6 separate regions of the Mus musculus genome follow, and all the other regions are linked to region 6. The links are chromatin contacts, called in public promoter capture Hi-C maps. All regions are on one chromosome and are shown on one strand. Each heading gives the region's core, a stretch centred on a gene start, on an enhancer-like site or on the middle of the called end of the contact. The rest is flanking DNA. Distances are from core to core; before and after follow the strand shown. Region 1 holds the start of Kcnip3 (Kv channel interacting protein 3, calsenilin). Region 2 holds the start of Astl (astacin-like metalloendopeptidase (M12 family)). Region 3 holds the start of Bub1 (BUB1, mitotic checkpoint serine/threonine kinase). Region 4 holds the start of Adra2b (adrenergic receptor, alpha 2b). Region 5 holds the start of Fahd2a (fumarylacetoacetate hydrolase domain containing 2A). Region 6 holds the start of Idh3b (isocitrate dehydrogenase 3 (NAD+) beta).

Region 1 (3,678 bases), core at 670-3,169, 2.8 Mb before region 6:
CCTCTGAATCTGGATGCTGCTGGCTCTCTCCTCCCAACACAGGGTTTGGCCAGGAGGCCTGGCATTGTGGTCAGTGCCCACTCTGCAGGGCCAAATGAAAGCTACTAAAGGGACGGCTAGGGTATGGTGAGAAGGCAGGGACAGAACTGGGTCAGCTAGTGACTGTGACAAGTGTGGCCATCTCCCAGCCTATGTTAGTTGCTGTCCGTCCTGCTACCTCCATAATCTCCTACTGGTAGGGGACAGTAGGGACTTTATCCAGCTCCACTGTCACTGTGGTGCTGGCTTCCATCTTGGGCCAAGCTACACATGGAAATCCAGGGGGCAGCCATAAGCCTAATGAGTTCCATGAGTGCCCAGGAGCCAATGGTGGGCACAGTGGAGGCCACAATGGCCAATAGAACAGCCAAGTGGACTATGGGACTCTGACCTCACACTCTGCTCATCTGGTAGGGGAGTAGTGGTTAAGGACCCAGGAAGAATTCTGGGAATTAGAGCCACCAGAGATGGGTAAAGGGAAGGGGGCTATGCTATCCCCTGCTGATGGACAGTGCCAGCTGTGTGCAGGTCTATGCACACATGGCTGTAGAACTCCCTGTATCTGTGGACACACAGAGTCACGTTGCTGGGCTCTGTGAGGGAGGGGTACAGTCATAGGGTATCTGTGTGTCCAATGTCTGTAGATGCACACAGCTTCACCTATCATCTGAGTGTGGATGTGAGTCTGGGACAGAGAGCTGTTTATGCTTCTGCTGTGCCAGTCCAGAGCTTTCTAGAGACAGGTGTGACAAGAGAGAAAGTACCTTTCAAGGTACCCTGCCCTTGTGCTCAAAGGGCTTTGTTCCATCTGCAGATCCTTCATGGTATTCTGGGAACTGGACCAGAGGACAGGGATAGTAACCTGGACTCTGGGGCAGAATGGCCTGAAATCAGTCTCCAGCCCTCTCTGGGCTGCTTGCCCTCATTGGGAGTGGGGCAGGAAGACATCTTTTGGGAAGAAAGACTGTAAGATGCCAGCCCAATATCTATTTTTTTTTTTAAATAAGACCTTGATTTCCTTATTTGGGGCATTCAACCGGACCTGGATCTGATCCTTTCTCCCCCTAAGCAAGATTACCCTGGACTTGTGTGCGGCATCCAGGTCAGACTTTCTGAGGGTCGGTGCTAAGCTGGAGCACACCTTTTGTTTTTTTTTTAATTTTTTTTTTGTCTCTCTTCTTCCCCTCACCTGGCTACTATTTCTTGAACTTTGTACCGGGTGCCTCTTTGCCTCCCCTCTCTCTCCATCCCCCAACAGCTCCACAGAGGCAGAGATGTTTGTGATTTTATTAGGGGTCTCATAGTGCTTTAAGAAGAAGGGGGGGTCTTCATTCATTCATTGATGGATTACTTGAAAGCTTTGCCCGTTGGCTTGCCCACACACATAAGACATCCTTTTCCATGCTCCTGTGTCTCACTAAGATCTATGAGGCTAGGGTCAGGGTCAGCTACCCCAGCCCCTGCCCCAAGGACCTAACTGAACAGGACCAGCCATGGAGCTAATTTCAAGCTTCTCTTCTGTCCACAGACACCCAGAGCCTCTTCCATCCAAAGGCCACGGGATTCCAGCCTCCCAGGCAGGAATGCTCTGAACAATTACTTTCCCTTATATGGATTAGCGAGAGTAGGGGCCAAGGACCACTGTGAAAATACTCTCTAGTCAAGACCAACATCAGAGCCCCACCTTCCCCAAGTCCAGGCAAGTCCTCAGCCCCTCAGCGCCTACCTTGGTCCTCTGCATCTCTGCTGCTGAAAGGGACCGTCACTAATCTTCCCGCTTTGCAGCCCGAGCAAGCCAGACTGCTTGGTCCGGCTGGCAGCTGCCTCATGTTTGCTTGGACCCAGACGCAATTGTCACTGGAGGTTTCTCTCCCGCCCCCTGCCCACTCCTTCCACCCTCCCTTCCTTCCGAGTCTTAGCTCCACCTCTCTTCCTCTGCCTCTTCCCTCCCCCTCTTATCTCCCCCCTCCTTCGCCTCCATCCTGACAACCTCCAGTTTCTCTTTTTCCTGTGCTCCTAGTCCTGGCCTCTCAGCCTATCTGGCCCCCAACCCCCCTTGCTTAGTTAGGCTCAGGGTCTGTCCCTGGTTCTCATCTCCCTCTAGTACAGGGTCTGTTCCTACCCTTCCCAGTCACAGGGATAGAAGGGAGGGTACTCCACCACCAGTCCCTGCGCAGGACAGAGAGGAGCCCTTGGGATTACGTCACTAAGGTAACACCTGGGGTCCTAACACCTCTTGTTGCTCTCCCCTATCTGTTAGTCACCTCTGTGCGACCCCTCATAGGCCTTGCTGTATGAAAACCTTCCAAGCTGGAGCGAGCACTTCACACTTTCCCAGTTTCACTGTCCTTTGACTTGAGGTTGGGACCAAATTCAGGCATTCAGAGCAACCACGGGACCTCCCCTAGATCTCCTGGCGTGGGACCTGGGGATGGAGAAGGGATCGAGGGTCCTGACCGTCCTCGGGAAGGCTCCTTCCTGCCCTGTGGGAGACAAGCTCTTGGGCATTTTCTAATGCCCAAGGGAATCCACCAGGAGCCAGGTACGGAGACCAGCGCCAAGTTTCCCTTTTTGGCGCCCGGAGGAGCCTGCCAGTGCCAGTAGTTCCCATGGAAACAGAGCCTGAGCCATCCCCTCTTTCCCAGAAAGCCCAGGAGCACTTGCTTGCCCTTCCTACCCTGTCCCACCCCCTTTTTATTGAGTCAGCCAATTAGCGGCAGCTGCTAGACCCTCCCCGGGCAAAACCCTGGGGCTGTTGATCCCGAGGCAGGAAAGCTGTCCCCAGAGGGGAGGGGACAGTTCTGCCATCTGCACAGCAGGACTTCACTCCGGGCAAGAGACTCTCCCACAGAGGGCTCTCTGGGAAAGAGGACGACAAGGGTCCCAGAGGCTCCGGGGTCAGTGCCAATCTTCCAAACTGACTTGGCATTAGGCAAATTCCCATAAGGCCTTGGAGTGGCATAGTGGGCTTAGAAGAAAAGGGTCATTATCCCAGTCTATGTTAATGATGGCAAAACTCAGGAAAGCTGAGTCTTTACCTATCCAACAAAGCAGTATATCCAGACTGTGTTCACTCAGAGCCAGTTCTGGAGGAACTCTCTACCCACCAGTTACATGTCCACGATTCAGGAATCAAGCCCTGTCCTTACTTGTGGCATTTTTTGAGAGGCAGGGTTGTCTGAGCACTCCACTCCAAGTCAGTGCCTCTTTCTAGAGAGCCACAAGTCTCTGCTTGGCTCCCTTGCTGAGATTCCACTCCTCTGATAGGAGCTCCTTGGGAGTAACAGGCTGTGGCAGAGCCAGCCTAGAACAGAACCCTTCCGTCCTGGGCCTACCAGGGAGCCAGCAACCTCCCCAGCCCTATCCAGCAGGCCCTCCTCATAAAACGTATGAATGGGCATCTGTGCCCTGCCAGGAGCCTCAAGTCACCTGACCCCCTTTCCTTGGGTCCTCTCAGACTTTCCCAGGGCCTGGGCATTGCTGGGGTCCTTCCAGGGTCTCTGGGAGATGGAGGAACGAAAAGGGCTGAAGCAGATCTCCTCAAGTGGACCTCAGCCTTGCTTTGCCACATGGGCACAGGCTGACTTCCCCTAAACTCTTGGAATTTGAGAAGATTGGGGGCCTGCTGACCCACAAAAA
Region 2 (3,752 bases), core at 406-2,905, 2.9 Mb before region 6:
CACAAGAGATCCACCTACCTTTGCCTCCCAAATACTGTGTATGAGATTTTCCACTAATGTGATGATAATGATTTTAGTAAGCACATTTAAGTAGTTAGGTCATTGTTTTAAATATATTTTTGAGATGGCCCCTCACTATGTAGCCCAGGCTAATTTTCAATCGGTTCTACGGGATTTCAGGTGTGAACCACCATGACAACTCATGTCGTCGTTTTCTTCTTCTTCTTCTTCTTCTTCTTCTTCTTCTTCTTCTTCTTCTTCTTCTTCTTCTTCTTCTTCTTCTTCTTCTTCTGTTTTTCAAGACAGGGTTTCTCTGTGTAGCCCTGGCTGTACTGGAACTCACTTTGTAGACCAAGCTGGCCTCAAACTCAGAAATCCTCCTGCCTCTGCCTCCCACATCCTGGGATTAAAGGGGTGCGCCACCACCCCTGGCATCTTCTTTTTTAATGGGAAAAAAATGGAGTGTTTAAGGTACTTGACAAGCTTTGACATATATAAGCACTGTGAAGGAATGAGTCTGCTGGTCAAGATAATTAGCATATCCATCGGATTCCTGGAAACCAGTCTAGATTCTGCTCAGGCATCAGCAGCATCTGCTTTTATTATAGCCCCTCTGTCTGGCTCTAGCTTCTACTTCTTGAGAGATGTTTGCCCCAGGCTCAGCAAGAATGCCAACAGGTCCTTGTGGAGCTCTGGCTTTCCTTTACTGAACATGGGGGTGGACTTGGTATGTTCCAGGCTGTCCATCCAGGCCGGGTCTCTGGATGGCAGGATGTAAAGGAAGAAAGTCTGGGAGCTTTGTATTTTGAATTAGTGAAATGGGAAGGGGCCCTGGCCGATCATGTCAGTGGGCAGTGGCATTGGAAGGACCACAGTCATATGAGCGTCTAAGAGTTCAAAAGTGTCCCCTCTGCAGTGGGGGGCGTCTCTGGGTGCTGATGATGCTGGTGTTCAGTGTGAAGTTTCTCAGAGTCTTGCAACCTGTGTACTTTCCTATATGGCTTCTGAAATAAAAGCTTATAGCTGGGCATAGTGACACATGCCTTTAATCCCAGCACTCAGGAGGTAGACACAGGCAGCAGGCAGATCTCTCTGAGTTTGAGGCCAGCCTGGTCTACATACTGAGTTCCAGGACAGCCAAAGCTACTTAATGAGACCCTTTCTCGTATAAATAGAGGAGGGGAGGGGGGAGGGGAGAGATTATACGGGTATGGTGACCACATAGGGAGAGGTGCCTTGAGTTTCCCAGCAGATTTTCTGGGTCTGAACCCTCCGGTAGTTGGTGGAACAGGAAAAGGAAAGCCCCCTTTTAGTGACTGGATCTCAATCCAAGTCATGAACTACATGAGGCTGCAATGCTTCTCTGCCCTCTGGTGGCAGGAGGGGGAATCTCAGGGAAGCTACCCTGCTCAAGGGTATCCTAAGGATTTGTTTTGTGTCCCCGGCCCACTTTTTACCCACTTCAGCCAAGATGGATGGGACTATGGTCCAGAAGGCTCAGGCTGGGGACAGGGGTAGAGTCCTCTGGTAAGACTGGGCAGGTCTTCAGGTGATAGTTGTTGGGAGGAACTGCAGGTGGAGGTGGTTGGGAGGCTGCAGGTGTGGGCTGGAGAAGCCCCTATTAAAGGGGGTGGATGGTAGAGTCCCTGAGTTAAGGAGGCCTTTCCCTGCCACATTTCTGTGTGTTGCTTGCCAAGAGGGCAGTGAGGACCCACCATGGGTATCATGGGAAGCCTGTGGCCTTGGATATTAACTATGCTCTCCTTGCTAGGTAAGCTGGCTCCAGTCTCTGGGACATTGGGAAGAGGCCAGAGGCTGCAGCTGTGGCTTAAGATAATCTTAACTTAGTTTCACAGCTCCAACATGGCGTTGTAGGGTTGTACCTATGAGTGAGCCCCTGGGAACCAAGGAGGAGGCCTCCTGATACTTGTAGGAGTAGAGAGGGCCCACCTAACAGCAGATTGCCAAGTGTCATACCATATACCTACTTGTTTTAAGGTAAGCCAGTTTCTAGCCTGGCTGGGGCAGCAGGCACTCAGCCTGAGTGGAGAGAAATGTTCAAGAGTAGGGTCTGAGGCCAGCCTTGATTCTGGTGCTGCCTGAAGATTTAAAGTCTACTGTGCCTCTTTTCTGCCTCATATTGGCTGCCCTAGCCTTTCTGAGCCAAGTGTTAGTCCCTTAAAGGGATCTCCTTCACTGAAGGCATCTAGGCCTTGTCACCAGGTATGATGAGTGAGATAGCCAGGCAGGCTTCAGGAATGCATCCTGGGTGGCCTCTCCTGGAAGGGGCTGGATTTTGCTGCCTGCTGTCCCGGCTCACAGTGGAGTCCCGGGGGCATCTATATGTCTGCACTTGTCTTCCTGAGCCAGGTTTGAGCATGGGAGCACCCTCAGCATCCAGATGTTCTGGAGTCTGCAGTACCAGTGTTCCAGAAGGCTTCACTCCTGAGGGAAGCCCGGTATTTCAGGACAAGGACATCCCCGCAATTAACCAAGGTGAGAACACGGGGCCACACTCCAAAGCCATGCTGAATGTGGACATGCGGAAAAGATTGAGAGGAAATGTCCCCATGCATGCAGGGAAATCAAGTTTCATGAGGAAATGCTTGTCTGTTTTTCTGTATTCTTTTGCTGGTTAATATTTTTTATATGAGATACTGTAAATGTCTTTAGAATGATCTGATAAGAGCACTGGTGTTCTCTCGGCTTGGGACTTGAGTAAAATCATCAGTCGATATTTGAGAGCATGTCAATCTCTCTGTAAGTAGCGGTGTGTAAGCGTGACCTGGCCAAGTGGGGTGGATTGTTAAGGAACAAAGAAGTCTGTGGCTCAGGGCATCTTTGTCTGGGGATCTCGGACATGAGGAACACAGACGCATTGGGCTGAAGTTGTTGGCAATGGAAATGAATTCAGATCTTGGCGTCATCATGGGCTGAAATGTTGGCAGAACAGCGGTAATCTTGCTTTAGTGTAGATGGTGACTACTGCTCCCTTCATTCTCTGGTTAGAAGCTCAGATGGACCCAGTCCTCGGTCAGTCATATGGCTTCCCTGGCACTCGCTCTCAAAGTCACAGACTTTCCCATGCTCGGGCTCACAGTAGTTGCTAACAGCTGTCCCTGCCTAGCTGATGTCTTGTTCGTAAACACCACCAGCTGCAGCTGTGAATGACAGCTCTGAGGGCTAAGGCCACACAACTATACCAGATCCTGGAGAATGAGTGGCCTTTTAGATTTCAGGATGCAACCTTGATCAGATAATCCTGAGGCGACCTCTCCTACCTAAGAGGACTCACAAGAGGGTGGGTCTAGTCTGTGCCACCATCCGTAGTCAGAAGTTACGATGGGGATCCGGCAGTGCTCCTGTAGTCACTCCTCTCAAGCTTTCTGTGGCTTCCTTCACTGCCTCATGGGTCCCAAGATTTCTCTTCCCAGCAGTCAGCTGCAGGAGGCTCCCTGACAGGAAGATGAGAAACCAAAGCAGACTGAGACAAGAAGTATTCACCAACCTCAACTCCCTTCTGTGGTTGTGACTTGCAATTTCAGCTCCTAGCTACCTCAGATTATGGATAATAGAAACTAGGTGGTGGGTGGGAGCAAGGTAAGGCAGGAGAGACCAGGACATGTTCTGGGGAGTGTGGCTTGGGCTGGAGGGAGCCTGGATAGAAGAAGGACCTGCATCCGGAGAGCAGGGGGCCTGGAGTTGGGGTTGGCTCACACATGCTGAGGGAGTCATGGACTGCATTTAACCAG
Region 3 (3,532 bases), core at 32-2,531, 2.5 Mb before region 6:
ATTCTCAGTATGCATCAAGTTGAGAAACAACCATAGGTTTTTAAACTGAGAAATGATAAGATTAGGAGAAAAAGAATTTAAAAGTAGTATTTTGGTAGATGACCAGAAAACTATATCTCAAAATATATTTCACTGGCAAACTGAAATGATCATTCAGAGAAACTGCAATGGTTTTCTCATAATTTAGTAGAGATTTTAGCAATTTATTTTTAAGTCAACGATTCTCACTTTTTCACTTTGGATTCATTTTGGATTCTTTTTAGCATGTTTGAAATGTCAGCACTACTTCTGTGTTTAGAAGTTCTTATTTAGCAAAATAAGAAATACAAATATTTGTCCAAGATAAACAAACATTGAATAGCCCCACACCAACCACACCTCCTGGGAAAATGGCTTAAACATCAAATCATTAAAATAAATTAGTCTTTAAAAATCAAAATACCTAGCTTCTATTTTAGAACGGGGAGGGGAAATCCTTAGTCGATCTGATCAAAAATTAAATTGCTTAACGCCAACAGATTTTGGATATCTTACTCTTAGAATACCTAAAGAACTGATGAAAATAAAATTGTATTTCTTGTAACATCCGATTTAACAGTTTTAAATGGCTTAACATCACAGGCTGAGTAAGTCACCTAAGCGCCCGCCCCCAGACCCCAAAACAAAAACAAATAACCAATCAGTGCCTGCAGGAAGCCTCAAATGACTTAATAGCAAGCATTCCCCCCCCCCCATAAAGTTCAGCTTTAATTTTTTTCTTACGTATCAGGCAATCGAGAAATAATAAATTCTTTCCTTAGTTGGGTGGCATTTTTATCAGACTTTGAAATTTTCTCCAAAAATCTCCACCACCACACAAGTTTGGGTTTTGAAGGCGGGGCGTCCCTCGCGTCTAGAGGAAGTTCCCCATGGAGAAGATACGTGACTTCAGAAGGTTCCGCAGACTGCCCAAATCCTCGGCACAAAACGGTAGCCGGCTGCAGCTTGCACGTCTACTCGAGTGACCCGGGGGCTACCGCCTTGGCTGAGGCCTGGTGCAGCGAACCCGCTGAGGAAGCGGCGCTGAGGAGAAAGCGCGCCTGAGGGACCCGGACTCTAACCGTCCCGACCGGCCCACCTCACCGCACCTGACCGACACTTACCGAAAGACATTTTCTAGGTTGTCCATGACGAGAAAAAACGCGCAGCGGCGAAATACCCCACCAGCCGCCGACCAAACTCCCCATCAGCCCCTAACCCCGAGTCTCGAAGGCCGCCGGCGATTCGAATTCCCCGCGCAGCCGCACTTGTGATGTCGAACGTGGGCAGCGCGCCTGACTATTGGTCTCCGCTGCGGGAGAGCTGGCCAATCGCTGCGGCCGTTGCTGGGAGACAAAGTCCCGCCTCCGTCCCCGCCCCCTCCGTCCCTAGCCCGCAGTTCTTTTCATTTGCCTTTTAGTGAGTCCTATGCTAGGTGCTGACTGAGCTAAGGTTTGTTTCCATTCTAGTGAGACACTAGCCATGTTTTGGCATAGAGTTATTATTATTACTTTTTAAAAAACGGTATAAATGGCAACTGGCTTACAGTATTACACTACCAGGCCGAACGTGACGATTCTGTGACTGAAACCCCTTTGAGTCCTCTTGGGTCTTGAGAGTCACTCACGAATTTTTGTCCTCTTTGCTTAACAGAAATGGCATAGCTGGTGAGCTGGCTCGGTGAATAAAAGCATCCACAAGGTGGAAGGAAAGAAAACCAACTTCCTCAAGTTGTCCTCTGATCTCCACATGCATGCCGTGGCACATACTCATATAACAAATGAGGAAACCACAATCATTATGTCTGGTTCACGAATGAAGACAAATAGCCATGTATATGTGTGTGTGTGTGTGTGTGTGTGTGTGTGTGTGTGTGTCCATCCAGAGTTTTATGGGATCCCATGCCTTTGGCCTCTGCCACACTTGGTTCACATAAAGGCACACCCACACGTATTTGTAAAATATTCATAGTAATTTTAAAGAGTCCGGAAGTCCAAGAATAAATATTTAACATGTTCATGTGCCCTGAGAGTGAGTTGAGAAATAATCTAGTCTTCCCTGCTTCTTGAGTTTTAATAACTTCCCACTTTGCCTCTCTAGGGTCACTTGACCAAAGCAAGTAGAACATAAAAGACTCATGCGATTACTACCTTCCTGTTTCTAAAGGTCCTGGGAGTTTTTCAGCTCCTTCAAGTTGATAAAAAAGATATTGCAGCTTCTGGACAGATAGACATTTTCTAACCTAGAGAAAAGAATTATGAGTGATTTCCCATTTGATTTCCTAGAATCATCTAACTAGAGGAACATTCCTGACATGTCTTTATAGCTGCACACGAAAATATTGTCTGTGGCCATGATATTGGCAGAATTGGTAAACACCACTAGAGGGAGTTCCAGGTTCTTGCATTCCTCGTAGATAGTAGCAAGCAAAGTAGATTAAGAATACACTTCCAATGTTTGGCTGCTAACATCTGCCTCTATTTGTAAGGCTCTGGCAAGGCCTCTCAGGAGACAGACATATCAGGCTCCTTTCAGCATGCACTTCTTGGCATCCACAATAGTATCTGGGTTTGATAATTGTATATGGGATAAATTCCCAGGTGGGACAGTCTCTGGGTGGCCTTTCCTTTAGGCTCTGCTCTACACTTTATCTCCATATTTGCTCCTATGAGTATTTTGTTCTCCAAGAAGGACCGAAGCACCCACTCTTTGGTCTTCCTTCTTGAGCTTCATGTGGTCTGTGAATTGAATCCTGGTTATTTTAGGGCTTGTATCCACTTATCAGTGAGTGCATACCATGTGTTTTCTTTTGCGGTTGGGTTACCTCACTCAGCATGATATTTTCTAGTTCTATCCATTTGCCTTAGAACTTCATAAATTCATCGGTTTTTGTTGTTGTTGTTGTTTGTTTGTTTGTTGTTTTTTTCGAGACAAGGTTTCTCTGTTAGTCTTGGCTGTCCTGGAACTCACTCTGTAGACCAGGCTGACCTCGAACTCAGAGATCTGCCTGCCTCTTCCTCCCAAGTGCTGGGATTAAAGGCGTGCACCACCACGCCTGGCAAATTCATCATTTTTAATAGTTGAGTAGTACTCCATTGTGTAAATGTATCACATTTTCTGTATCCATTCCTCTGTTGAGGGACATCTGGATTCTTTCCAGCTTCTGGCTATTATAAATAAGGCTGCTATGAACATAGTGGAGCGTGTGTCCTTATTTCATGTTGGAGCATCTTTGGGTATATGCCCAGGAGTAGGATAGCTGGGTCCTCAGGTAATAGCTGGGTACATAATGGCAGCATTCGTTAATAATGCCCTCAAGTCAGTCCTGTAGTGTGTAGCTCAGTTATCTGAGCCCTGGATAGGGTGTTCAGGAGGCTACTGAGAGGCATGTGCCCTTGGGCAAGTCATTAAACATTGTTGGTTATTCATTTGTAGAAGCAGCTTAAAGGAAACCTGAGCACAAATGCCCAAGATTATGCTGTAACTCACCATAAGCCACTGCATGTGGAATGCC
Region 4 (3,879 bases), core at 935-3,434, 2.9 Mb before region 6:
ACTTGGTAGATGTAGAGTTGCCCCTTCAGGGAAGAACAAGGTGAATGTTCGTCAGTGGGGCTTGGAGTAAGGTGGGATTAGGGGCAACCTTGGCTGCTCTTCCTGCAGGATCCTGGAGACCTGGCCCTTTAAGGAGAATGGGCCATAAAATATCCCATCTGACGTTGATCATCTGTGAAGTCTTCTCTCAGTTTGAGTGTGGCTGGAGGTTGCTTGGGACAAGTAGGGACTTGCCTCAGTGGCTACTTCTCAAGCTCCCACGACCACCCTCAGCCCTTTCTCAGTAAATGGGGCTACGAGGACTTCTTCATCACCTGTGGCTGTGGACTCAAGCCCTGTCCAACGTGATGGTCTGTAAGACCTGTCTCAAGACTACAGCCTCAAAGGGGCAGGTGAATGGCTGTCCTTTTCAAGCCTGGTCTACATGGCACCACCCTCTCTGGTTGTGACAGTCCCACCTAACTAGAGAGCTAGCTGCAGCTCGGCCTGAGGTGGGGAGGCATTGCTCAAAGTGTCCCCATGTGGCTAGGCATGGTGATCTGGAGACTGAGTTGAGGAAAGACTGGTCTGTGGGGACCCAACGGTCACATTTGAGATCTCACAGTGGTGGCCATGACAAGTCCAGTAGACTCACTGACTTGAGGTGAGATTTGGGAGTGGACTCCATCTTTAGGGATTCATATATATATATTTATGTAGTGCCCTTCAGAATTAGGAGCTGTAAATACAAGGCCTGGTTCTTTTCACACAAGCTGTGGAGAAACCTCCTTGAGGCTGGGGGTGGAGCAGGGCCCAGTTCAAAGTTTTTTTTTTTAAAGATTTATTATTTTTTTGTGTATGATTGTTTTTTTCTGCGTGTATTTATGTTTCACCTGTGCGCTTGGTGCCTGTGGCGTCAAGTGAGGTCATCAGATATCCTGGAACTAGAATTACATTCTGTTGTGAGCTGATGGAAAGGGGTTTGAAACTGAAATCGGGTCCTCTGCAAGAGCAAGCGCTCAGCACTCAAACTTGTTCTCCCACTGGATAGGCTGCATGAACATCTGGGGCGGCCAAGGCCGGCTCCTTTCTACACCTGAGCCACCCACATTGACTTTTTCTGAGCTATGGAGAGATCTCCTCACACCGCTCTGGAGGAGGGACCTCCTTTTCCGTTGGTCAAGAGGCTCCTCTCCAAACCTGCGCTTTGAGTCAAGCTGTTTCCCTCTTTAAGATTTGTTTTAAAGTATGGGTCTCTGTGTGGCTATGTTCAGGGGAGTGTAGGTGGAGGCCAGAGGCATACCATCCCTGAAACGGGAGTTACAGTTTTGAGCTACCTGTTGTGGCTGCTGGGAACCGAACACAGGTTCTCTACAAGAGGCACTCTTAACCACGGATCCATCTCTCCAGTTTTCCCTTCCTACTTTAACTTTTTTTTTGCCTTTAATGGAGAAAAAGGAAGCAGCAATAGGGTGGTTGAAGTCCACTAGTCGCTTCTCACCAAGGAGTAGTTAGTGTGTGTGTGTGTGTGTGTGTGTGTGTGTGTGTGTGTGTGTGTGTGTGTGTGTGTGTGTGTGTGTGTCTGGGACCTGCGAGGACATCGGCCCCTAGCCTCTTGCACTCAGATGGCAGCAGAGGGCGCTCGCAGCACAGAGACTCACTCATTGCACCTCGCAAGTCTGACCTAGACCTAGTGGTGTTTGGGTGGGGAAGCGTTAGGAAAGGGGATTTGGAACTCTCTCCCCACTTTGGTCCGGCCCCTAAGGTTCTCGGTTGCTGGGATGCTGGATGGAGGTGTGGCTTATTATGCTTAAGAGCTCAACACTCTCCTACACGCTTTTCTGTCGGGCTGCTGCAAGCGACAAAAGCAGTCTATCGATCTGGGTGCTCTGTCCTAGACTCGCAGACAGAAGGCAAGTGGACCCTTGGGACAGACCAGCTCCGGGTCTCAGCACGCACCGATTCTCTTCGGTACATACTCTTCCCAGAACGCCGACGACCCCAGACTCCCTGCTCTCTAGACTCGGCCGCGCAGCGGCGGGAAGGAGAAAGATGTTGGGGCCCGGGGCGAGTAAAAGATGTGCGTCGCAGGTCCATGTCCCGCAAAGCGCACCTTCCACCCACCCTGGTCGGATCGCCCGCCCCGCCTCCTTCCCTCCTCCAGCTCCCGCCCCCAATCTCCTCCCTCCTCCCGCGGTGCTGGCTCTCCTCCTCACGCCCCTGCGCGGAGGGCTGACTGCAGGCGCGGCTCCGGGAGAGAGCGCCTTTACCGAGAGCAGGGTGCGCTTCCCCAGTCGGTTCTGTGAGTCCTGCAGCTGTGCCGCACGACGGCGCGACTTTCCTCTGGTCCCGGGACGGCAGTGAGACAACTTGGAAAACTTCTCTGGGGCGGACTGCAGGGACGCCGGGCACCAGTGGCAGAGAACGTAAGAGAGCGATAGATGGTCCTGGGTGTCCCCGGACCTCCGGCCAGGCTACGGTGCTCCAGAGCCATCTGCACCGCCTGGGGGGACGGCCCCCAACAGTAGCGGAGCTAGGGTGGCGCTTTCTCCTGCGTACTGTGAGTTTGGCCAGCATCTTTCTCTCTGGACATGTCCGGCCCCGCCATGGTCCACCAGGAGCCCTACTCGGTGCAGGCCACCGCCGCCATCGCGTCGGCCATCACCTTTCTCATCCTCTTCACCATTTTCGGCAATGCGCTGGTAATTCTGGCTGTGTTGACCAGCCGCTCTCTCCGTGCACCACAAAACCTCTTCCTGGTGTCACTGGCAGCAGCCGACATCCTAGTGGCTACTCTTATCATCCCTTTCTCTCTGGCCAACGAGCTGCTGGGCTATTGGTACTTCTGGCGTGCGTGGTGCGAGGTCTACCTGGCGCTAGACGTGCTCTTCTGTACCTCCTCCATCGTGCACCTGTGTGCCATCAGTCTGGACAGATACTGGGCAGTGAGCCGAGCATTGGAGTACAACTCCAAGCGCACTCCACGCCGCATCAAATGCATCATCCTCACCGTGTGGCTCATTGCAGCCGTCATTTCTCTACCGCCCCTCATCTACAAGGGCGACCAGCGCCCAGAGCCCCACGGGCTCCCCCAGTGTGAGCTCAACCAAGAAGCCTGGTACATCTTGGCTTCCAGCATCGGATCTTTTTTTGCTCCCTGCCTCATCATGATTCTCGTCTACCTGCGAATCTATGTAATTGCCAAACGCAGCCACTGCAGAGGTCTCGGAGCTAAGAGGGGCTCTGGGGAGGGTGAGTCCAAGAAGCCCCATCCGGCCGCCGGGGGAGTTCCAGCCTCGGCTAAAGTGCCCACCCTGGTCTCTCCTCTATCTTCTGTCGGAGAGGCTAATGGACACCCCAAGCCTCCAAGGGAGAAGGAGGAGGGGGAGACCCCTGAAGATCCCGAAGCCAGGGCTTTGCCACCCAATTGGTCTGCCCTGCCCAGATCAGTCCAGGACCAGAAGAAGGGGACTAGTGGGGCAACTGCAGAGAAGGGAGCTGAAGAGGATGAAGAGGAGGTGGAAGAATGTGAACCCCAAACACTGCCAGCTTCTCCTGCCTCAGTATTCAACCCACCCTTGCAGCAGCCTCAGACTTCCCGGGTGCTGGCCACGCTACGTGGCCAGGTGCTTCTGAGCAAGAATGTGGGTGTGGCCAGTGGGCAGTGGTGGCGCCGTCGGACACAGCTGAGCCGAGAGAAGAGGTTCACCTTTGTGCTGGCGGTGGTCATTGGTGTTTTTGTGGTCTGTTGGTTTCCTTTCTTCTTCAGCTACAGCCTGGGGGCCATCTGCCCACAGCACTGCAAGGTACCCCATGGCCTCTTCCAGTTCTTCTTCTGGATTGGCTACTGCAACAGCTCTTTGAATCCTGTCATCTACACCATCTTCAACCAGGACTTCC
Region 5 (3,503 bases), core at 108-2,607, 2.8 Mb before region 6:
TTCCCCAGATAATCTGCACTCTATATCCTCACTCATTCCCTTTCTTTGTCTTAATCTAGGTCTGGTCTTCATTCCCTGTCAGAGTCCTCTCCCTTCTGGATAGCTTTCTTTTAAAACCAGTGTGGGGCTAGGAAGACAGCATGGCTGGTAAAATGTTTCCACTGAAAGCCTGAAGATCAGTTAAATCCCCAGAACCCACATAAAAAAGTTTGTACACAGTGGTCTATGCTTGTAATCCCAGTGCCGGATAGGTGGAGACAGGTAGATTCCTGGGGCTTGCTAGCCAGCCAGTCTAGCCTAATTGTTGAGTTTCAGGCCAATGAAAAACTCTGTCTCAAAGACTAAAGTACGCGTACGCGCACACGCACACGCACACACACACACACACACACACACACACGTCTTTATACTAAAAATGAGAGAGACTGCTAGACGTAGCTCCGTCAGTTCAGGGCTCTTGGTCCTCACCTGGTTGAGCCAACCTACCCTGTTCAGGATCACCAGAGTGCCAGCTTGCAAGTCTGGCCAGAAAACCAAAGGCTTTCCATCTCCTGCTCTGTCGTTTTACACAAGTACCGCCATGCCACAGTCCAAAGGCTGGTCCAGCATATGTGACCAGTCACACCATACACTAAAACAGTACTGTCCCAGGGAAAGCCAAGTGTCTCACTTGTGAGGTCTACTATAATTCTCTTGACGGTGGCTTGGCAGGTGCTGCTGGTCCAGTTTTACAGATGAACAAGCCAAGGCTTGGATAGGGTAAGAGGGGTTTGGTTTGCCTAAGGTTCAAGGGTCTTACAGCTAAAAGAAAATTGGCATTTGAATCCATGTCTAGATGACATTGAAGTTCTTAATTCAAAAGCAAGATACTTCTCAAGCAAGATAATCTAGTTTCAATCCTGCCTACTCCTCTCAGGTCCTAACTGCTACCAGCCCATGGTCATGGCCGTGGAGGTAAGGCAGAACACCTGCTCTCTGATAACTCTAAGCCCCGCTGATGATGAATCTGTGACGGGCGCTCACAGGTTATTTCATTCTCTCGAATCACTATGACTCGCAGCACAAAGGTCCCTTAGCAAACAGCACAGCAATGGGCAGCTTGAGGCGCTGCGCCGTGCGTGTGACCCTGCTGATCTGGGAACCGAGGTCAGCCACTCGGCTCCCAACGTCCGGTTCAACTCCCTCTGAGTTGGCCTAGCCTCAGTTTACCTGGTCGTTGCAGCCGGACTTGTCCGGCTTCCTGCGCTGTCAGCGGACGCCTGCGGAGCCGCAGGACAAGAGGGGAGGGCGGAGAAGCCACAGCCAGTACCGCTGCAAGCACTTAACTCTTCTCCAAGGAATATAGGGACCGCCCCTTCGCAGTCGCGATATGGTGACGTCACGAAGCTGTCGCCACCAGGAGGACACCTGCTTCCTCCCGGAAGTCCGCCCTCCTGCTGTTAGGTACTTCTTTTAGCCACAGAACTTCCAGCAGGTGCCTAGTGTGTGCATTTGGGGAGACCGTGGCTGGCTCCAGGGTGACCCTGGGATACCCAGGCTCGGAGAGAGCGCATCCGACCTTTGAGCTTCTAATTCTGGCCAGGCGCTGCTTCTGGGCCAGGCACCTACTCATAGTTGTCCAGGAAGCACTCTGGTAGACAGTAACAAGTAGTTTTGTGCTCTAATGTTGACCCACCAAGGACAGGGATGTCTATATGTGTTGTATTCGTGGAGAAAACATAAAGGCTAGGAGTGATTTTGCCCATGATGGCTCCTGAGCCAGTAAGGGCTCGTCCAACCACTTATTTAGTTGTCTTGGCAGGTATGAAGCGATTCTGAAGGCAAAAGACACTTGTGTCCTTCCTTCAGCTACTGGGCTTTCCCCCATGAATCTTGTGTGCTGGGGGAAAGAAAAGACTGAAGCTTGTGTGTGCCAGCTAGAGGAGGAGTTTTGTCACCCAGTAAGCTATATCACAGATTTGGCAACTGGTCAGACTATCTTGTGGGATAGACTGGAACTGAGATAATGGTGGATCAATAACCGGCAAGACCACACCTTGACCAAGACTGCTTAGTTATGTACACCACTTGCTTTCTATTTGAGAATCTGAACCTCATGTCGGGACTCCAAAGATGGACTTTGGGGAGTCACTGAACCTTTTCCCCTTTCCTTTCTTGTCTTTTCTCTTTTCTTTCCAGTGTGACCACATTGGCAAAGTCGTAGCCAGCTTTTCACCATTTTTTCTTTAATGCACACAGTGAAGACAGATGGTGGCCTGTCTACTTTTTAGGCTTGTCAGGGCTCACCAACTTCACCTACTTGTAGCAGCACCCTGTTCTTCACGAACCTTATTTTAGGGGGAAAAGGGTGTGTGTGGGGTGATGGGCAAGTCCAGGCAGCAGGCATTCGGGTGGAAACATCCTCTACAACCACACCCCGAGTCCTCTGGCCTATGAAAATGTAAAGGGGACTCTGAGAAGGAGCCTCCTAAGTGAATCAAGGTCCAGACAGAGCATCCGAGGCTTCCATTGCCCCAGGAAGAAGCACAGGCTTTTATTAGATTCCTCTTATTTTTTCCCAGTGAGGCTTTTTTTTTTTTTTTTTTTTTTTTTTTTTTTTTTTTGGTTTTGGTTTTTTGAGACAGGGTTTCTCTGTGTAGCCCTGGCTGTCCTGGAACTCACTCTGTAGACCAGGCTGGCCTCGAACTCAGAAATCCGCCTGCCTCTGCCTCCTGAGTGCTGGGATTAAAGGCATGCACCACCACACCTGACTTCTTTTTTCTTTTAACACCAATGTTTTCAATCCTAGAAAAAGACCAGGGCTTTCCTTCCTGTGTGATTTTGTTTTTCTTCTTCATAGTTCATGATGTCAGCTGAGGTTGACAGCACAATGAAACCAAACCGATGTGACAGGAGCAGGCGATTTTGCTATGCTCTAGGTCTTGGAGCTGCACATCAAACCTGGGACTCATCACTCCATGGTTGCTTAGCCTGCTTGTGGGGTTGACAACATTCTTCCTAGCTCTGATATCAACGATTACAAATTCTCAGGTAAAATCAGGCTTCATCCTCACAGTTAGAAACTGGACAATAACTTCAGAGCATGCCAATAAGGGACTGACATCTGCTTCTTTCTTCAGTGTTGTTGATTGTCTTGAGAGTTCAGCCAGGACATTCATGTGTACTGTTGATGGTGGCATGGACGGCTGGCAGAAAGAGAGGAGGTGGGCTGGAGAGATGGCTCAGTGGTTGAGAGCACCTGCTGCTCTTTCAGAAGACCTGGTTTGAGTTTCAGGACCTACATGGTGCCTCACAACGAGCTGTAACTCTAGTTCTGAGATATCTGACACCCTCTCTGGCCCATATAGGTACTGAGCATGCATGTAGTAAACAGACATGCATGCAGACAAAACACTCATACACATAAAAATTATAAAAACTTGTAGAGAGAGAATAGGAGGGGCTGGCTCCTTGAATTCCCCACATACTTTTCTTGCTGCTGTAACAAAACAGCTGGCATAAAA
Region 6 (3,844 bases), core at 652-3,151:
GAATTTTGGTTTCTTTATAAAAAAATCCACTGAAATGTTATGAGACTATGTTTTTGTTTTATTCCCAGGTGTGGGATACAGGTCTGCTTCAGACTCTTCACAGCAGTTGACTAAGATTTGCCTCATGCCGGGTGTGGTTTTGCCTGGGATCAGGTAGTTTTTGTGATTATGTAACATTTAGAATTGTGGGAGCTTTTCAAGAGGGTATAGAAATGTTAGGGTCCTGAGAAGCAGAGAGGGGTTGTTGGTTGATTGCCATTTGATAGTAGTTGTGCACAAAGAAAAAACAAGAAAAGGAAATTGGGTATTTTGCTGGTGAGGATCAAACTTGCCCCAAGGAACTTAGAGGGACTGTAGCTTCAGGAACTGAATTATATATGTTATTTTCAGTAGCATCCAATGGCAGTCATAGGAAACTAATGCCACAAGTGAGTGGAGATCCTGATAGGTGACACAGTGACATATACAGGACAATTAGGACAGCGGATTGTGAGCAACGCACAGAACAAATTGTAGAAAGGAAAACAGGAACATCAGGGGCCAGATTATAAAGAACTGACTTTCCTCTGCAAAAGCTGGCCCTGCAAGTGAGGCTGTCCAAGAAAGTGGGTCTATAGGAGGAAACCTACAAGCTAAATAAATAAATAAATAAATAAATTTTTAAAAATCCAATATGGGGAATAAAACAGCACAAGAGAAGAAATGGAGTGGTTAGAATGATCAGCGCACACTGGGTTAGGGTGGCCGTGCCTTTAATCTCAGCCCTTGGGAGGCAGAGGCAGAGAGCAGAGAGGCAGAGGCAGGCAGATCTCTGTGAGTTCGAGTCCAGCCTGGTCTACAGAGAGTTCCAGAACAGCCGGGGCTACACAGAGAAACCCTACCTGGAAAAACTAACAACAACAACAACAACAACAACAAACAATAAATGAACAAACCAAAAAAGAATGGGCACGCAGACACAACTAACAGGGTCTGACCCCGGTGACACAGCCTCAGCAGGTCCCAACCCCTTCCTGACATCACTAACTCCTGGTTTGCCACTGAGAAGAAACAAATTCCTAAATGTCAGTAGAGGCCAGTCTGGAAAACTGATATATACACACTGCAGAGAGAGGGGCTTTATGAACACTGCTCTTAAATGACAGAGTGCCATACAAACCAATGATGGCAACTTTGTTCTCCTTCATGGAACTCAGCACCTGCTCCAGCTTCTCCTCAGAAGCCATATTCTGCACCTCGCTCAGATGATGCTCCTTAAATTCCACAGGGACAGCAGCAGCCTTCAGGGATAAGTCCAAGCACAGGGCTGGGTCAGGTCTGAACTTTCCAACAACCCATCCATCCCTGTAGCCTGATCCGCCACCCATCCCCCGCCCCGGGCTATTCACCTTGAACACTTCCTTGACAGCATGCATGAGCTCTGGCCCCACGCCGTCTCCAGGCAGCATGGTCACAGGAAAGGCACCCTCCACCCTCACATCTTGTGCCTGTGAGTGGGGCCAGCAGAGATGGAGCAGGGGCAGAAGTGGGAGTCAGAGGGAAAGAGGTGGGGAGGGGAAACCCAGGGGAGCGGCAAGGAGGCGACAAGGATGGGCGAGAACGAAGCTGGACTCAAGCGTACCTGGCTCTGGGAAGCGGCGTGAGCCGTAGATGTTCCGAGACCTCTCCATGCCCCGGAGTTCCGAGCGGCGAGCACCGCCTGCGACAGACACAAGGTCAGATCGGGGACACCGCGGCCCCTTACACCGCGATGACCTTGCCTTCTTTTGGAAACCGCGGACAAACCCTCTGTTCTCCCGCCCACCCTCCGCTCAGGTCGTCCCGGGCCTCACTCGGGTCAGCCAGCGGACATTGCTCAGCGCTGCCATGTTCGGCCGAGGAAGTCGCGGGGGAAGTGACGCCGGAAGCGAGCGCGGTCGTGGGAGCTGGACTTCCTGTCAGCCCTGGCGAGCTTGGCGGTTCTTTCTCCCGTACCAATCGGCGGTGTGTACGGATTCACTTGAGTTCTCTCCTTCTGTTTGGTAATGTAGGGTCACAGGACACACAACCAGTTTGTCTGTTTGCTTTGTTTTCACTCGTCAGATTTAATTTCTCTTGAAAATTCAAAACAACATCCAAATATATATGGCCAAGTATTGAACAAGGATGTGAGTTTAACAATAAGTTGAGAAGTCTTGGGAATTTGTGAATGTTTGAATGTTCTGTTATGCGTTATTCTCTTAACTAGTACTCACTGTTAGTCACTTAGAATTCTTTTAAATAGGTAAAATAATTCAGATTACAAAGAAAACTGGTTATGATAAGAAAACTAACTTGGAGTTGATGAGGTAGCTCTGTAGACCAGGCTGGCCTCAAACTCATAGACCCGCCTGCCTCCACCTCCCAAGTGCTGGAATTAAAGGTGTGCACCACCACATCCTGGAAAAAAAAAAAAAGAAGCTGAAAAATAAAAGCTAATTCTTTTGCTCCACTGTATAGTATGCTATAATTTAAATTTACTAAATTGCTTAATCCTTTCTTAAATAGGCAGATACCTAGTATGAAATCTGATTTGGGCTCTTCTCAGCAACATTGCTGTGTATATCCCTGTACATTCTCCTTTGTACATATGATGAAGATTATAACTATCCTGCAGGGCACCTCTAGCCATGTATGTATTACAGGTGAAATGGTGTGTTTTCAATAGTTTGATTATAGATCTGTGTGTGTTTCACTCATGAATTTGTTCTCATGCAGTAAACAGAAAACTCATTCATCATGATAGCTGATAGTTTCTCTCCCACTACTTCTGGAAATAAAGAGTTACTGACATTGATTTAGCTGCTTAGTTATGTCCCCAGGGATCCTGGATGGGGGGCGGGTCCTCTATATCATCTCCTCTCAAAACTCCATTAGATTGCTAAACCCAGTGTCTATTTTATAATAGAATGTTGAGTATCTCATATAATTTATTGAGTGCTACACGGAAAGTGTATCAGAACAGGCATGTATGTTTTGTTGAGACAGGATCTCTCTTTATATCCCTGGTTGACCTATAACTTCCTATGTAGACCAGGCTGACCTGGAACTCAGAGAGATCCACCTGCCTCTTTGCTTTCTAAGTGCTAGGATTAAAGGCGTGTACCCCATGCCTGCCTAATGGACTTGTATCAATTACTTTTATCATTGTTGGGACAAAACACAGACAAAAGCAGCTTTCGAAAGAACAGATTTACTTTAGCTCATGGCTCCAGGAGACCCCAGTCACCACAGAGGGGAAGGGACGGCAGCAAGATCAGGAAGCAGCTGGGCTCTCTCTCTCTCTCTCTCTCTCCAGTTCAAACTGGCCATTTTCACTCAAGGCACATCAGGTATCTGAGCAGGACCATCAGGGAGAAGACTCTAGGGCCCTATAAAGTACACAAGCAGATACATGGGGGTGGGTAGAGGCTGCTCCGTAGTTACGAGCATTTACTGCTCTTGCAGAGGACCCAGATTTTGTTCCCGGCACCCACATGACAGCTCACAACCATCTGTAATTCCAGTTCCTGGGGATCCAATACTTCTTCTGACCCTTGTATGCATATGATGCACATACATACACTCAAGGGCATACACATAAAATAAATATTTTTAAAAATACACAAACAGCATCAATATAGTGGACTCCCAGCTTTAGGGCCTCTCCCAATTCGAAAAGATAAAACTTCTACTTTTGCTTTCTCTATGGCTTGGTCTTCTGTCTTTCTTGAACACTCAGTTCTCTGTCCATTTCAAGGAACAAACCTGGCACTCCCCTAGACGACCACCAGTACTATATGACATATTCACATAACCTTCAAAAAGAAGTCAGATTTGGAAGTGC

What was found. Promoter capture Hi-C pulls out the DNA fragments that hold promoters and counts their contacts.
Region 1: a promoter capture Hi-C map of liver shows a contact between it and region 6, with 3 times the contacts expected there. The contact joins the promoter of Kcnip3 here to the promoter of Idh3b in region 6. A contact is called at or near these places in 2 of 39 promoter capture datasets (both in liver).
Region 2: a promoter capture Hi-C map of liver shows a contact between it and region 6, with 7 times the contacts expected there. The contact joins the promoter of Astl here to the promoter of Idh3b in region 6. A contact is called at or near these places in 1 of 39 promoter capture datasets (liver), 1 of 115 datasets of contacts at active chromatin or transcription factors (thymic regulatory T cells) and 1 of 9 other capture datasets (macrophages).
Region 3: a promoter capture Hi-C map of liver shows a contact between it and region 6, with 3 times the contacts expected there. The contact joins the promoter of Bub1 here to the promoter of Idh3b in region 6. A contact is called at or near these places in 3 of 39 promoter capture datasets (the C10 cell line, liver and pre-B cells) and 1 of 115 datasets of contacts at active chromatin or transcription factors (astrocytes).
Region 4: a promoter capture Hi-C map of liver shows a contact between it and region 6, with 8 times the contacts expected there. The contact joins the promoter of Adra2b here to the promoter of Idh3b in region 6.
Region 5: a contact with region 6 is called in a promoter capture Hi-C map of liver, with 6 times the contacts expected there. The contact joins the promoter of Fahd2a here to the promoter of Idh3b in region 6. A contact is called at or near these places in 4 of 39 promoter capture datasets (liver, pre-B cells and second pharyngeal arch cranial neural crest).

Annotation. Positions count from the first base shown.
Region 1 is chr2:127,519,473-127,523,150 of GRCm38.p6, forward strand. It overlaps Kcnip3 (Kv channel interacting protein 3, calsenilin), which reads right to left and starts at 1,920. Exons shown (of 9, transcript NM_019789.4): 1 at 1,766-1,920. The coding sequence starts at 1,780. All of the region lies in intron 2 of Gm35478 (a long non-coding RNA gene), which reads left to right.
Region 2 is chr2:127,339,981-127,343,732 of GRCm38.p6, forward strand. It overlaps Astl (astacin-like metalloendopeptidase (M12 family)), which reads left to right and starts at 1,656. Exons shown (of 9, transcript NM_001291003.1): 1 at 1,656-1,771; 2 at 2,371-2,496. The coding sequence starts at 1,717.
Region 3 is chr2:127,830,578-127,834,109 of GRCm38.p6, forward strand. It overlaps Bub1 (BUB1, mitotic checkpoint serine/threonine kinase), which reads right to left and starts at 1,282. Exons shown (of 25, transcript NM_009772.2): 1 at 1,143-1,282. The coding sequence starts at 1,168.
Region 4 is chr2:127,360,995-127,364,873 of GRCm38.p6, forward strand. Adra2b (adrenergic receptor, alpha 2b) reads left to right here and starts at 2,185. Exons shown (of 1, transcript NM_009633.4): 1 at 2,185-3,879. The coding sequence starts at 2,586.
Region 5 is chr2:127,443,208-127,446,710 of GRCm38.p6, forward strand. It overlaps Fahd2a (fumarylacetoacetate hydrolase domain containing 2A), which reads right to left and starts at 1,358. Exons shown (of 8, transcript NM_029629.2): 1 at 1,210-1,358.
Region 6 is chr2:130,282,550-130,286,393 of GRCm38.p6, forward strand. Idh3b (isocitrate dehydrogenase 3 (NAD+) beta) reads right to left here and starts at 1,902. Exons shown (of 12, transcript NM_130884.4): 1 at 1,833-1,902; 2 at 1,622-1,699; 3 at 1,389-1,487; 4 at 1,160-1,280. The coding sequence starts at 1,868.